2 separate regions of the Drosophila melanogaster genome follow, and region 1 is linked to region 2. The links are chromatin contacts, called in public Hi-C maps. All regions are on one chromosome and are shown on one strand. The core of a region is the stretch at or near the end of the contact, and the rest is flanking DNA. Distances in the headings are between cores, read along the strand shown.

What was found. A called contact is a pair of places that touch in the nucleus more often than the background predicts.
Region 1: a contact with region 2 is called in a Hi-C map of the Kc167 cell line, with 3 times the contacts expected there. A contact is called at or near these places in 9 of 107 Hi-C or Micro-C datasets (the Clone 8 cell line, the Kc167 cell line, the S2 cell line and 4 more) and 2 of 7 datasets of targeted methods (both in the Kc167 cell line).

Annotation. Positions count from the first base shown.
Region 1 is chr3L:13,190,429-13,197,410 of dm6, forward strand. No RefSeq gene overlaps it. Among named protein-coding and RNA genes, the nearest start is that of lncRNA:CR45096, 15 kb to the right of the region's middle.
Region 2 is chr3L:13,080,814-13,088,226 of dm6, forward strand. It overlaps lncRNA:CR43652 (long non-coding RNA:CR43652), which reads right to left and starts at 1,839. Exons shown (of 1, transcript NR_073928.1): 1 at 486-1,839. It overlaps CG17300, which reads right to left and starts at 6,476. Exons shown (of 3, transcript NM_140374.1): 1 at 6,338-6,476; 2 at 5,931-6,259; 3 at 5,574-5,804. The coding sequence starts at 6,353. The coding sequence ends at 5,691. It overlaps lncRNA:CR45749 (long non-coding RNA:CR45749), which reads left to right and starts at 6,678. Exons shown (of 1, transcript NR_124915.1): 1 at 6,678-7,413.

The DNA of each region.
Region 1 (6,982 bases), core at 118-2,617, 110 kb after region 2:
GTATTTTTTTTGGCAGGTGTGCATGTTCAGTTAAAACTACTATTACTATTATTTAAAATAAAATTAAATTGAATCAATAAATTTTACTATTTTAAACCAAGAATGTTGAATATTGGTTCTCAGGGCTTACAATAGCATTCACTAATCAAAGGCTGGAACTTCCCACCTTTATTTAATTTTGTTTTTTTTTTATGTAGATCCTCAAATGAGGTAATTTTTTTTCTGAATTCTGAATTACCAATCCTAAACTTAAGTGCACCTTAAATTTTCTCTTATATTCACATCCATCTGCTTTTGGTCCGCCCCTCTGATGAGTCAGATGTCGAATCTTAACTTTTTCTCCGGGATTCAGATCCACTCCCCTTAACCCTTTTGAGATCTCGACGTTGTCGTCGCTCCTGCGAACCAATGGCACTTAAGATGCCAGAACTTATTTCCATTTGGTTGGGCAATTATAATATTATGTATGTCTTCCTGTCTTCGGCGAGGAGCAGAAATGCGTTTACCTTTTTTACTACTGATTTGTGTGTTTTGCTTCTTGAATTTTTCGCAAACGGTTGTGTGGGGGAAAACCGGAGACCCAACGACGTCTTAAATATAATATTGACATTTCTTTTGCAACGCTTTTTATTTACGGTTGTATGTAGGGGTGTGGAGGGTGTAAAAAATGAAGGGCGGTGGTGGGTGGCTACTTCAGTGGTTCCCAGCGGTCTGCAAACTTTGACTTACACAGTGCAAATAATTATAGACATTTTTGGTGGGGAAAGCAAAAAGGGTTAAGTGCTTACCCAAACGTTTTTTGGTCTGCACATTTTCATTTTCATTTGGTTTTTTTTTTTTTTTTTATTTGGCTCTTTGCGGGAACTGTCGCATAATTTGCTTTGAATTATTTAAGAGCTCTCTGGACCAGGACCAGCCGTCCATGCCTAATTAAAAATGCCATGCGGCACTTATAGCTTTGCTGGTTCTGGTTTTCTGCTGCCTTGGCTTTCGTTTTGCGGCCATGTCTTTCATACTTTTGGGTTACTCACCAGCTCGTCCAATCAATCAATTAGCAGATTCCCTGGCCCAAGAAACCGCATAAAGGTACACAAGCCCTGACTCATCGAACACTTTCTGTCAATAAGTCTGTCAGCGAGTGATCCGCTACATTCGCAAAATTCGATAAGAGTTTCGCAAATGTACGACTTTAACATGATTTTCTCGCCACCTTCGTTATACTTTATTCAATCGATAATTAGCTTGAATGGGTCCGCAAATTTATGCATGGAATTCAAAATGATTTTATTGTTTCGCAGGAAAACTTGTCCGGCCTCGGCAGCACTTCAATGAATAAGCCCCCACATCGGACTGCTCTTAAGTTTCTTCGCACTCAGATCTTGAATTATTGTTATGATAATTGTGACTCGGAGCTGCGAAGTGGAATTGTCCAGCTGCGTGTGTTAATTTAATAAACACATTCGTTTGCTTTATTTATTTCACATTTACTTTAACGGCGGAAATGCCTTTTCGGAGAGCAAAACCCATAGATTTGTGTGCATGGTGAATCACATAGATTATGGCATACCTGTAAAACTAAGAACATTTTTTTTAGTACAAAGATATTAATTTATGTAAAAGTAAAAAAACCAAAGACATCGTTATATATTTCAAGCGCATATTCCAGTCTTAACCAAACAAAAATGTATTTAATTTTTAAGCTTGTAATAATTGTAATAATGCTCGAAAATTAAGGAAAGTACCTTGGAACATTCTTTGCAAGAAATACATTTCTCCTTCATTTTATTTCTGGCAGTGACTTGATAGTGAAACCGTTTCTGTTGCTTCAATTAAATTGAGTGAGTTTCCTGCCAGTTGTCCAGCTGTATACATCTGTCCTGCTGACCAGCTTTGCTCATCCCAACCCCATTCCCCGCCAGAAAGAGTCACCAGCTGTCCAGCTGGTCGAAAGCTCCATTCCCAACCGTGCTTAGGATGTTAGCCCTGTCGTCTGCGACTTGTGTTTTGATTTTGACAAGCCTTCTACCAGGACTCTCCTCGAACTACGGCTGTTTGTTTAGCCGGTCATCTGGGTGGGAATGGGGGTGTGGATGTGGATCTGGGGTGTCCTCCGGCCCATCGGATCCAACATTCTGTCAATGGTGAGGAACAGCCAGTGAACCAAAGCCAATTGTCAGGATGACAGACATGTTTCTGTTCCTGTTTTGCTTGTTTGTTTGCCTGTTTGTATGTTGTTTGCTGGCTGTTGCTAATCCCCGAATGGAACGTACCCATTCCATTGTTTGCCTGGGTGTCATGTAGCAGATTGCGTTGGCCAGAAATTATTTACAAATATTTGTAAAAATTCTTTGATAAATTATGCGACTCTCGCCATTCCCTTCAGCTGCTCGTGTCCCGCAAATATGATTGATTTATGGGGGATGAAAAGAGAGGTCCTTTTTGGGGACATTGCTGTGTGTGGACCATGGTCCCCAGTTGATTTGTTCTAATGCCAGGACCAAGGTTCCCCTAAATCGACCAGACGCGCTTGAATGGATCCCATTCGATTTTCAGTTCGATTTGGAAGCCCATTCAGCAAGGACCAGTCCAGTTTGGTCCACAATCCGGAGACGAGTGCCCGATGACGAGAACGACTCCAACACTACGGCACTGTTGACAGCAATCGTATGTTTAAAAAGCATAATCCCAGACGAATGATGATGAATGGTCCCCGGCCGGGGTTTCCAAACCGAACCCAAAGCCCAGTCGCTGGGAAACGCTCTCCGCTCGACGTCGTTTAACTAAATCCTTGATGAATGATGTTGCCACCTCCCCCTCCTTTCCGCCGATCCCCTCATGCGCCAGAAGTTCCTTCGGTGGCTGCGTTTTCATATTTGCACGAAAAATTCCAAAATGCCAGCGACATTAGCAGAGGTTCGGGGTTGGAGCGAACGCAATTTTCATTTACGCTTCATTTTAATGATGTTAAGTGATTGTGCAGAAAACGTCGAGCCACAATTGCACAGGGAGAAAAATGTACCATGTAATGTTGTCAGAAGAAAGGGATTAGCTTTTAATTTCATAAGGTAATTACACCGGCTAAATGTTCTTTCTTAAAAGCCTGAATAAGATGTATTTGTAAGCTGGAGATTTTTAAAATTGAATTTAAGCTGGATCATTAAGCTGTATAAGTAAGCAAGTAGCGGAAAATCATTAAAATCCTGTTGCACTTCCTATTATTTTCCCCCAGTGTATAACCATTCCGATCTTCCGTTTCGGTTACAGTTTTTGCATTCAGCCAACGAAAGTTTTGCGTAAATAGATTTCTGCCCTGGCTGCTGCTGATGATGCTGCCTGATGATGCTGATGCTGATGATGAAAGCAGCTTGTAATCCATTTCAAATCATTTTTCACTTCTGTATTTGCTTCTCTGCCAGACTGCCAGTACTATATAGCTCCATGTGTTTGCCATGGTTTTAGTTTTCGGGCAGCGCGGCATCGTTTTGATTTGTTTGGTTAGTTGATAAATGATGTCTGCACCGCAGCCTAGACAGGTCTGCCTTGGAACCCAAGGCTTTGCCCAGTAATTGGTTGGCGTTGGGGGTTGATTGGGATGGGTTTGGGTTGACGTTGCCCCCAGGGTTTTCCATTTTCCATTGGGACTCTTTGTTTCGTAAACAGCGAGCCTTCTCTTAAAAGCGTGCATAATTTCAAGGGCTTGCTAAAGAGTTGAAAGTTATGTGAGACCATTTTCAATAGTAAAGTGAAAAGAATCCAGTATTCGTACCTACATATAAGAAAATTTACCATTTCAAAAATTTGATTTTAAAATGAATTTCTATTATAAAAACGTATTATTTTAATCATATTACCCCCATTTTTCAGACAATGCTCCCTGAACTTAATAGGTTTTAACCTATCCTATATCTTACGGTTGAGGGCACCACCCCAAATTTTAAGAAACAATAAATGTTTCCCAAGTTATTAGATTTCATTAAAAGATTCAGGTTTAAAATATTTCTCAGAACATTCCCGTTCACAACCCGTTCCTTTATCATGCTTTACAAGCAGTTGCCAAACCCCAGAGGAACACAATAAGTATTTCAATTTCCTGGTTTTTCATGTTTGGTTGACTTGACACCGTTTTGTGCGAAATTACTTATCGTTTTAATGTGCTTCTTGGCCATAATGAATTTGCTGGAAATTAATTTCGGAGACACTAGCAAAGGCAAAGACTGATCGCACGACTGCGATTAGACCAGAGGCAGTTATCGTTTTGGGTTTCGTTCGGGGTGTTATCAATTTTCATGGGAGTGTGCCGAGCACTGGCCGATAAAAGTAATATCCTGTGAACGACACGTGACCAACTGAGGTTCACTGGGCTGTATACATACATATGTATATCCGGACAGATCCCCGAGCGAGTTAAATCATTATGGGTCTTTTGGTTCCACGTCTAATTGCAGTGGTGCAGTGTGCAACTGCAACTGGGATTTGTTCCTATTTAGAGGGCTCCTGTTCTCACTTGGCCAAGTCGAAAGCGAGCAATCGCTCTACATATCCACCCTCAACACCCCGTATTCCTATGATTTTTCAGGTCGACCCTCACCCTTCGATTGAGTGCATCTACGTGAATTTATGAGCCATGGCTAAAAGTGCAATGTTCCTTTGTTCGCTTGGGGAAAGCCACTTCATCCCTGTCCTCTAAATGTTTTTTATCCATTTTCCTTCTGGGTTTCACTTGTCACTGAGCCGTGTTTACTCTATTGTCGCTAATTGTCTGATATATAGGCTTGTTTGTTGTCCATTAGGCATTGTTGTTATGGTGATTAATTCGTTGTGAAAACTTGTCAGGGGTTGCACTTGTTTATAAACCTGAACTTGCTTTCAGTTTACCAGGTTTTTGGGCTTCGTAACTCACCGAGCTAATGGGGCTGAAAGCAGGTGTTGGGCTAAAAGGGACTGCTATGATATTATACTCCCAACAGGTATAGTATGTCACCAAAAAAATAAGGGGGAAGGGAGAAGTACACATAAGGTACCATTTGAAGTTTTTTATCAAGCAACTTTAAATAGAATAATCATAATTAATTTATCATTGTACTTCTACAATATGAAACATAAGAATAAACAATAGTGAATTTTAGGAAACTATTAATATAATGTAAACACAAAACAAGCCTGAAACTAAATAAATAAAATAAACGTTGAACCATCCTTCGACGAACAATAAACTGTAACACAAATACAAACAATTTTATTATTGAATAAAAATAAAATGTGTACATGAACCTGTGGTAGAAATATGAATTTCAAAATATTTTACAAATGTCATTATTTATTTTAACATGTGCATTTTAAATTTCCCTTTAGGCTGCCCCATCTTTCAAAACTAGAATGTAATTTTCTGTGCTAGCCGCAGGACCTTTTGAAGGCCTTTTCTAGTTGCCTAAATATTATTACCAAAGTTCTGCCATCCCCGGCGATTAAACCCATTCAAAGTTCACCTTTGACTTACATGACAGGTGCATGGCAGCTCTATGCCTCAACCAGTCCCCTTTCAACCAATCAAATTAACTACTTATAAAGTAATTTCGTTCAAGTTTGAGTGACTCCACACAATGCCAATGCGTCCTCAGAGCTCATGAAAAATTCTATTAACAGCCAGGGCGAGAGTTAAGACCAAAAGCTTTGGCCAGCCGGAGGCAAATAAACGGCTGGCTGTATGTACGAACGACTAGGTGTATGCATTTTTAAGTCAATCAAGTCGCAGGCCATGTTTGCTCAGCCACCAAACTCATGCCCCTGTTCCTGCTCCGCCTGATGCTCCTGCTCCTGCTTTTGGTTCTGGAGCTCCCGTTCCGGTTTCCTGTCAAGTTTACTTTTGACACACCTGCTTTCATTTGAAACTTGCCGCGGGGCAATAATTGCAACGTCGAAGCGCAGAAACCCGCCACAGCAGCAACAATAAACAAATGAAAACTTTTGAGCTGCTTGTGTTGGTGTGCGTGTGCATGTGTGTGTGTGTGTGTGTGTGGGCCAGGCCTGAAATGCAGTTGTTGGCCAAGAAAAAGCCTTCGCTCCTGATTGAGCCCACGAGCTGTTTGTGCAGCGCAAAAGGGGGCGGTACTGGTGGCAGGAGAAGAATCGGAGTTGGGTGATGGCTGATGGAAGGCTGGTGGATGAGCGTGCGCCTTAAATAAACAATTCACATTTAATTACGTCTAAATTTGGTTGCGCGAACAAACAGCGACGACAGCAGGAATAGGTCCGCAGTCTGGGTGGTTTACATGGCTGGCGCACGTCCTTAACCACCCAACCCACCGAAGATCCTGGCCAGCTCCTGGAAATGTCCTGGGCAGAACCGAACCGAACGTCGTCAATGAATGAGTGACTGAATGCCGACAAATTGGCAACACACGCGATGAGGCGACGTCCAGGAATAATAAGCATGAACGGGAGCAGTCCGAGGGGATAGGAATTATGGCTTCTTTAAATTACTTTGCGCCAAAGGATCTCCGGCTGTCCTGTCCATACAGCGAGGTCCTTTCGCAGAGGGTATTTTGGCAGTAATGAATTATTTGCTGGGCAATAAAATAGTGTGCTAATTTTGTTTAGCTTCTTCCGAAAACAAAGCATGGCGAGAAGAGAATGATAATTATAGCACAACGTCTTCCTATTTTTATTTGTCACAAAATTTTAAAAGTTAAGTTAAGTTGTTTGTGTGTTAATAATAAGACACTTACTTTCTCTTACTCTTTTAAAAAATACGCATTTCCGATTTGAAATCATTGTCTTTTAGGAAAATATCTTACTTCATTTATCAGAGATATTCTTACTACTAAGCACCTAGGTATTCAGAGCTTCGATCCTTCAATTCAGCTCCATTCAGATCAAATTCCCACTTTTCTCCCCCCAATCGCCGAGTGTTCCTCCTTTTGAGTTGGAGGCGAGCCAGTTGCTGATTGCATGCAATTGAACGGGCAAAGTTTTGCTAACAAAA
Region 2 (7,413 bases), core at 589-3,088:
TAATCTCAAGGCGATGTCCATGTTTGAGCTTGATTTAGTTATTTAATGCGGCATTGACATAAGTGCACTTTGCGACTCAAGACCGCGGCTCAAGATCGGTCTCCCAAGTGATTCCGTGGGCGAATCGCAAGGACAAAGATGCACTTCACGACATGGGACTTTGTTCGATGGCATGGTAATTGACGGAAGAACTCCATGACATCCATCAGAAGGAATGAGCATTGAATTTAAATGAGCTTATGTAAGTTCTAAGGTTTGCATTCGTATTAATTGAAATGAGCTTACCTCAGAGTAGAATTAGGGGTAAAAGGGTATGCGTTTATACTCCACTTATGTGGAAATATAGCCGTGTGAAAACTTTTCTATATTTCCAGTCCTTTACTACTATACTATAACCTTTTGTACTCAATTTTCGTAGAAACTTTAAACGATTTACCAAGCACGTGGGCTGATATATTATTACCACAATAAAACAACTCACTTTTAAGAATGGGATTATCTATTTAGTACGACCTTCGAATGTCACTCAATGAATATATTTATCTGAGAGATATTTCTTAATGGATCCCAGAACTCTGCAGGTTCTGTCCTTTGGACTTTGCTTTACGACTCAATTTGTACTTTATGGGCTGTAATTAAGAATATACAGGAACCAGCTAAGACCTTCAGCTAACCTTGAGGATAAGTTAAATGTGTTTATTATCAGCGCACGCCTTGCATTCGCCTTTGGGCTCGATACTGCGCATGCGCGGCGCGTGGTTGAGCAAAAAACATTTATTATCCTGCAGGACCTCAATTATGACTCAAGGTTGCTGCGCCCTGTGTGTCCTGATGGCATTGTGCAATTGGGCCTTGACTTGGCCCGAAGGACAGGCAACCCATTCGGAGTGCCGGCTAATTATGCACAAGGTCCTTGGCCTTGGGTCCTGGATCGTGGCTAATGGTCTGTGCATCCTTGGACGTTCGCGTGTGTGTCCAGCGCTGACAAAAGTCGCCATTGTTCGACATTAATTGCACTTTTCCAACCGAGTGCGTGTCCTTGCTGGTGGCCCGCCGTCACAGGGATAAGTCAAATTAATGCTCCACTGAAGGACATTGGCCAGGACTTTGTGCATCCTCCGGGAATTGGTGTGAAAACTGACAGCGTTTGTGTGTGTGTGTGTGTCCCTTGTCATTTCCTGGAATGTCCTTGAGCCATATCGCTCATATCGCTGTGCAAAAAATAAAGGGACTGAGTAACAACAGAGCGCAAAAGGGACGAGTGCCTGCTGCGAGTTTATATTAGATAAAAATTTAATTTCGCCTCGGTTCGTGTGTTTTTGTACTTGGGTGCTTAGGACTCAAAGCATGTCCTTGGTGTGAACTGTCAATAACCGAAGTTGGGAGCATAAAATCCGACACACTCTCCCTGGGTTGTTGTAAAAATGCAATTATGATTGTATTATGGTCGCCTTTGTGTTTACTCTAAACACTCGTCCTTTGTTCGTTTGTTTGGCATCCTGTACTCCTATATTCCATACCAGGCAAATCTCCCCATTCCAGCACAGCCCGCATCCTCGCATACGTTTCTCTATCTGGGCAATCTGGCTGCAGTTTTGCAGTTGTCATCCAACATTCAACGTGCATCCATTCGATACTCAATGCTGGTCGATGGCTAATAAATTATCCACTTATTATCCTTGCCAAGCAAATTTCCTCTTTGTCCAAGGGATTGGCTTTGTGTGTGGCTTGTTATCGTGCAAACCTGCATCCTGGATGACTTCTCTGATTGCCCGATTCTAGGTGAGAAAATCACCTTTGCTGCGTTTTGAACACGCAATAAATTTGGGGAATCGAAATTTTCTTTTTTTGTCATTTGAATAAATGCCTCTTGTTTAAAAAATAGTAGTTTAAGTCAAGCAACCCTAAAATTATCAAGAGGTTAAATTCCAATCTGAATATGCATTGTGTGTTAACGTAAAATAAACAGAATGCAGATTCCATAAGCTACAACAAATGCGTCTGTTTATTTATACAGTAAATCTTGACATCCTTTTAATTCCGATCAACTTATCCTTCTGTGCACTCTTTGCCACCCTTCCTTGATTACATCACTACTACACCAATCCTTTTGGTTAACCAGGTTCAATGCAACCACAAATTCGCCGGGAAACACCTACTAACTTGACCTGCACAATGGCGAGTGCGACATCGAGTTCCGCATCGAATCAACCCTCTAGGCAAACAAAAAACCTCTATACATCGATAGTGAGACTGGGCAAATATACCAGGATATATCACCGTGGTCACCCCTCAACTGTACACAAAGTGTGCGCAAACAAACTCAACCCCTCGATATCCTGGTACCCCCAACTTCCCAACCCCAAACACATAAAACCCCTCTCAACTGCACTTGAATCGGTTGCAACATATGCAGTTGATGTTTTTTACCAGACTGCAATATTTTATTATTTCTCTTTTTTGCGCTCTGCTTTGCTTTGTTCCACCCCTCTGGATATAAAAATATCTAAATTATGAACTATGACAAATATTATATTACCAACAGGACGGAAGGGAATACGCCTCCTTCTGGGTGATTAATCATTGTGGTAAATTGTCGAAAAAAAAAAAAACCAAAATACCAAGGCCGAAAGAAGAATGACAAAAACGCTGCATTTTGTTGGCCACTTTGTTCAAACTTTTAGACGAAAGCAGTAGAAAATGCTGGCGGGCCATGAACAATTTATTGCCATAAGCCGCTTACGGAATAGTCCTCCTATCGTTGTCACTCCTCTTACCCGTTTTATATCTACTGGATACATAGAGTATTCCCAGATGTCCGTTGAGTAGGCAACTCTCGCTGACGTCGACACCGCTCAAAGTGGTCACATTAAGTAAGCTTAGGTCTTAACACTATTTTTTCTTTTCAGACATCTCTCTGCACATCGAGGGCTTCTCGTTTAAGTGCTAAAGGGTTAAGGCAATTAAAATTGAAATCACTCGGTCAGATTTACTGTGATTTGTTGACTGCAGTTAATTGCTGATTAAATGGACTTAGTCGCACTCAACTGCTCGCAATGGATCGGTTTTGAGTGGAGATTTTGCGGAGTGTTTGATTTTAAGTGGGTTGTGATGATACTAAGCCCTTATAAGTGAGTTAAGTAAGTCAACATGAGTAAAACATAGGTGTTTGTATTATTATTTTTGTGCTTGGTTTGAACGAATAACTTGTGATGTTAAACAAGCACTATATTTGCATAGCACATTGTTTGAAACCCGACCCATTTCACATTAGTTTACCAGGTTATTGCTACCCACTAAGACTCTAATCTCTTTGAAGCCGATCCAATTTATGAACAGGAAATGCTGGACAAATCGAAATGGAGCTGGCTCATTTAACGCAACTGGCCAGCTGACATTGCAGGACAGTCCACCCTCATAAGGTAGCTTGATAATGATCTGTTATTGGGAAATTCCTATAACAGAAATAATTGCAAATGCTCAAAAGTTGACGGGATCAATGCGTTTCGTACTTTATGCACTTGAAAACGAAAGCAAACTGGACTTTTCACTCTATGCGGGAAACAAAAAGGATACAATTGTCGATGGCGAGTGGAAAATTATTAAAGTGCATCCGAACATAAATCTAGTGTGACGCATGCGTTGAGGGAAATGGGTTTTCCATAACTGCGCAACGGCAGCTGCCACTGTTTGGCACACCCTAGTGAAAATACCGAATGGATGGGGTGGAGAAAACCACCCTGATCCCAGCTTAGGGTTATGGTAAGCACCCCAGCATCATCATTATCATCATGATCGAACGCAAATGTGTTAATTCTCTCCCTTGCAGAGACTCTCTTCCCCTTCTACAGCTCTTATCAATCTGCCACTCGACTCTGAGCTGTATGCCACATTTGTTCACCACATGCCAGCCAGAGAAAGAGCTGTCCTTCCCTTCCTCCCCGTTGCAACTTGTAATTTATGCCCCGAAAGCATCCATTATGAAAACATCAACACACATTGTGCAAATCAAGCAATTATCGCAGGAAATATTCTACATAATTATCAGGCGTTAGAGGATTTCCATAGTTGCCATATCTTCCCTACAGGACATTGGGTTATAGGAAAAAGGCACGCGATGGGCTTAGTTTGGTATATGAAATTTTAATTCTAATGGAGGGAAACTGCGTGTGCTTAAATCCATTACAGACCACTTAGGCACTTTTAAGCATTATTCCAATCAAAATGAGATAATCAGAAGTCAAGCTGTGAGCAAATGTAGTAGCTGGAAAATTAAAGAGGAGGGCTATATTCAATCTCATTTCATATAGTTTATTTACAGAGTACCCAATATAGATCTACAAATTATTAAAGAATTCTAGAGTCAAGTGAAACTTGTTGGTCAAATTGCCTTAGAAACTTTTTCAAATTACATTTTTTTGGGCCAATTCACAATTTGAGAATTCCATTTCTTGGAATGTCAATTTGCTCATTCGAATGCCCAAAAAGGTGTGATTAATGGCCCCGAAAAAGCGAATAAAAATGAGCAAGAAATTTCCGTTTGATGTTCCACAGACGTCGGCGGTCAAATGTCACAAAACCTACGCCAGAAAGTGCAGAGTAAACAAAGCTGGGAACATTTCTCTTTAGGGGCATTCAATTTGGCACCGACAGGAGCTGGCTTTTGTGTATGCAAAATACATGACAGTTAAATGAAAAGAAAATAACATTTTCCCAGCACACAAGCACACACATTGCACATGAATGAGAGCGAATCCTGTGCTGATTTTGACAACTTAAGTGTGGAGGAGTCGGAGGTCTGAAACTCGAGGAGTTCCAGCCACAGATCTCAAGGCACACGAAACGTGGCCACATTTTTCGTTGGGACTCGTTTGCTTTCCGTTTTTGTGTTTTTGTGTGTTGTGTGTTTTTCTGTCTGTTTATTTAGATTTCGTGCCTGGCAATTGGCTTTGGCCACCCGAGGGTTATCCTTTGCGGATCAAAGTTGAAATTTATACATACAAATGTCACACCTCTCCAGGATTATGTATAACAAAGCAGCAGCGGAAAAAAGGAGACCGAAAACAAAAAACAAAGCAAATTTCTGCATACTTCGGCATTGACTTTGGTCGGGATATGTGTCATATCCACACCGCCAGCATCCGCATCCCCAAAAACAAATTGTTAAAAAGATTATGTCATGCCGAAGGAAAAATAAAGGAAGAAAACGAGAGGAAAATCTTGTTTTCTTTTTGCGCTCTCTGCCATCCTTTCATTGTTGCCGCCTCTTCCTGGTCGGGGAGGGATCCCCTATTTTGTTTGGCAACTGCTTTCAATGCCATGTTCCTCGGCATGTTTTGGCTTTGGCTTGTTGCGAGTTGCTTGTGGTGAATATTACGACATGTAACATTTTATGTGCTCCATCCCCACGCCCCCGCGTGGAGCTCCCATCTAAAAAAAGTGGGCTCCACCGCAAACTTCATGCCCGGAAAAAAATGTGACAACCATACAAGAGGAGCTATCCACAACAACTAATCATACTTCACTCTTTAAGCGTATTTTAATACATAAATGAAAGATTGAAATCACTATCTGTTGTTTGTTCATAGTTGTTTAATTACATCTTCAACCAGAGCTCCTCTTACACCCAAATTTTTATTTTTTACACGGACATGTGTTCACAAATTGAAATAAGTAATACAACAAATCGACTACACGTTTTGATCGGCATTATCCTTGCTAGGATCCTTATTTCCGTTCGAGGGCGAGATTGATAGGACCTTGATCTTAGTTTCACGACTCTTTTCGTACTCGGACTCAATTTTCTTTGAGAGATGATAGAATGTTAAATTAATTATAAAATTGATTTTTTGTTAGATAGCTATGTGACTAGGAATAGTTTAAATTTCGAAAAACTTGTAACATTTTACTAAGCTCTCCGCTGTACTTACAATAATCTCGCTATCAGCCCACTTTACAATCGCTGGAAGAAGCCTAATCACAGCAAATGTGGTCAGGATACCGATGGTGATTCCACTGCTGTAGTAGCCATCTTCCATGATGCCCAAGGATAGGCCGCTGTGCTCGTGCTTAATGGCGCAACAGTCTCCGGAACAGATATATGCCAACAGGCCGACGCCCATGGGTCCTTTAACCCAATTGTCGGACGGGAAACCCGGGCGAACCTTTCCGGGACTTCCATGCCCAGGGAGCCTACTTAGTCCTTGGGCGGAATGGGTGGTAGCCGAACGAGATGTGGCCACAGTCAAAGGACGTAAGGCTATCAAAGAAGGAAAAATAAATTATTATTATTAAGTAGTAATAGTATTTAGGCACTTTGACCTATTCTATTATTCACCTAATCTCGAGAACATTCTAAAGAAAGTTGTATTGAATTTTTGTTTAATTAACTGCCGTAAAATGGTAAGTATATGGATTAAGGATGAATTGAATGATAGTAATTTTGCAAGTGAAAGTTTAGAAAAGTGACAGAAAATGCGAGAGTAACTCTCTTAAATCAAGAAATATATATTAAGTTATTTGTCGCATTTCAGTTTTTAGTTACTATAGCAAATTAATATTTTCCTTTAATTAGCGCAGGCCTTTGTCGTCGACGTTTTCCATGCCAAACTAAACATCAACTTGCAGAAAGAAACTGGCCTAGATTTTGATTCAAAAGGACCAAGACTAAGCCCGAAAGATATCCCAAGGATACACATCTCCGTACAATGAGAGAGGGTGGCGAAATTTTGTCGCTAAGCAAACGGGAAGAAAATAGAAGTATCCCCGGTACTATGGCTAATTATGTGTATTTTAAGTTTTTGGCCAGCTCACTAGATGGAATAAACGGGCAGAAGAGGAACTGGAACTGGAATGGGCCCACTTCGCACACAATGCGACAACGTCGGCGATGAGTTGCATAATTAAAAACTTTACATTCTTCTATTTAAGTTGCCGTGCGTAAAGAAAAGATACAAAATTATGTACCCCACTCGCTACATTTTCCGCCGATTCCATTTTCCTTTTTGCTAAGCAAATAATTGAGAGCGAGACTGGGGGTGGTGAAAAGTTGGCTTAGAGGGAAAACATCTTTAAGTTGGCCAAGGCAAATAATGGCGAACGGAGGCTGGGCGGAGGCCACAAAGGACCTTTTAACGCTGCTGCAGAGCACAAATGCAGGAAACAGGATATTGGATCATTTAGCATTAAGGCGGCGTCGCCTACCGACCCAGTCACACCCCTAATATTCCACCGCCCTCTTTGTCCTGTTTCAATGCGAAACAAGTTAAGCGCAGCGCGAACAATAAAAAGGGAGCAGGATTCAGGGATCCAAGGACTCGAGGAGCAGGAGCAGGAGCAGAAGCAAAGGCATTGGCAAAGGACACGGACGGAACGCGTTACGCTTTAATAACTTGCCGCAGGATTAAGTCCTGT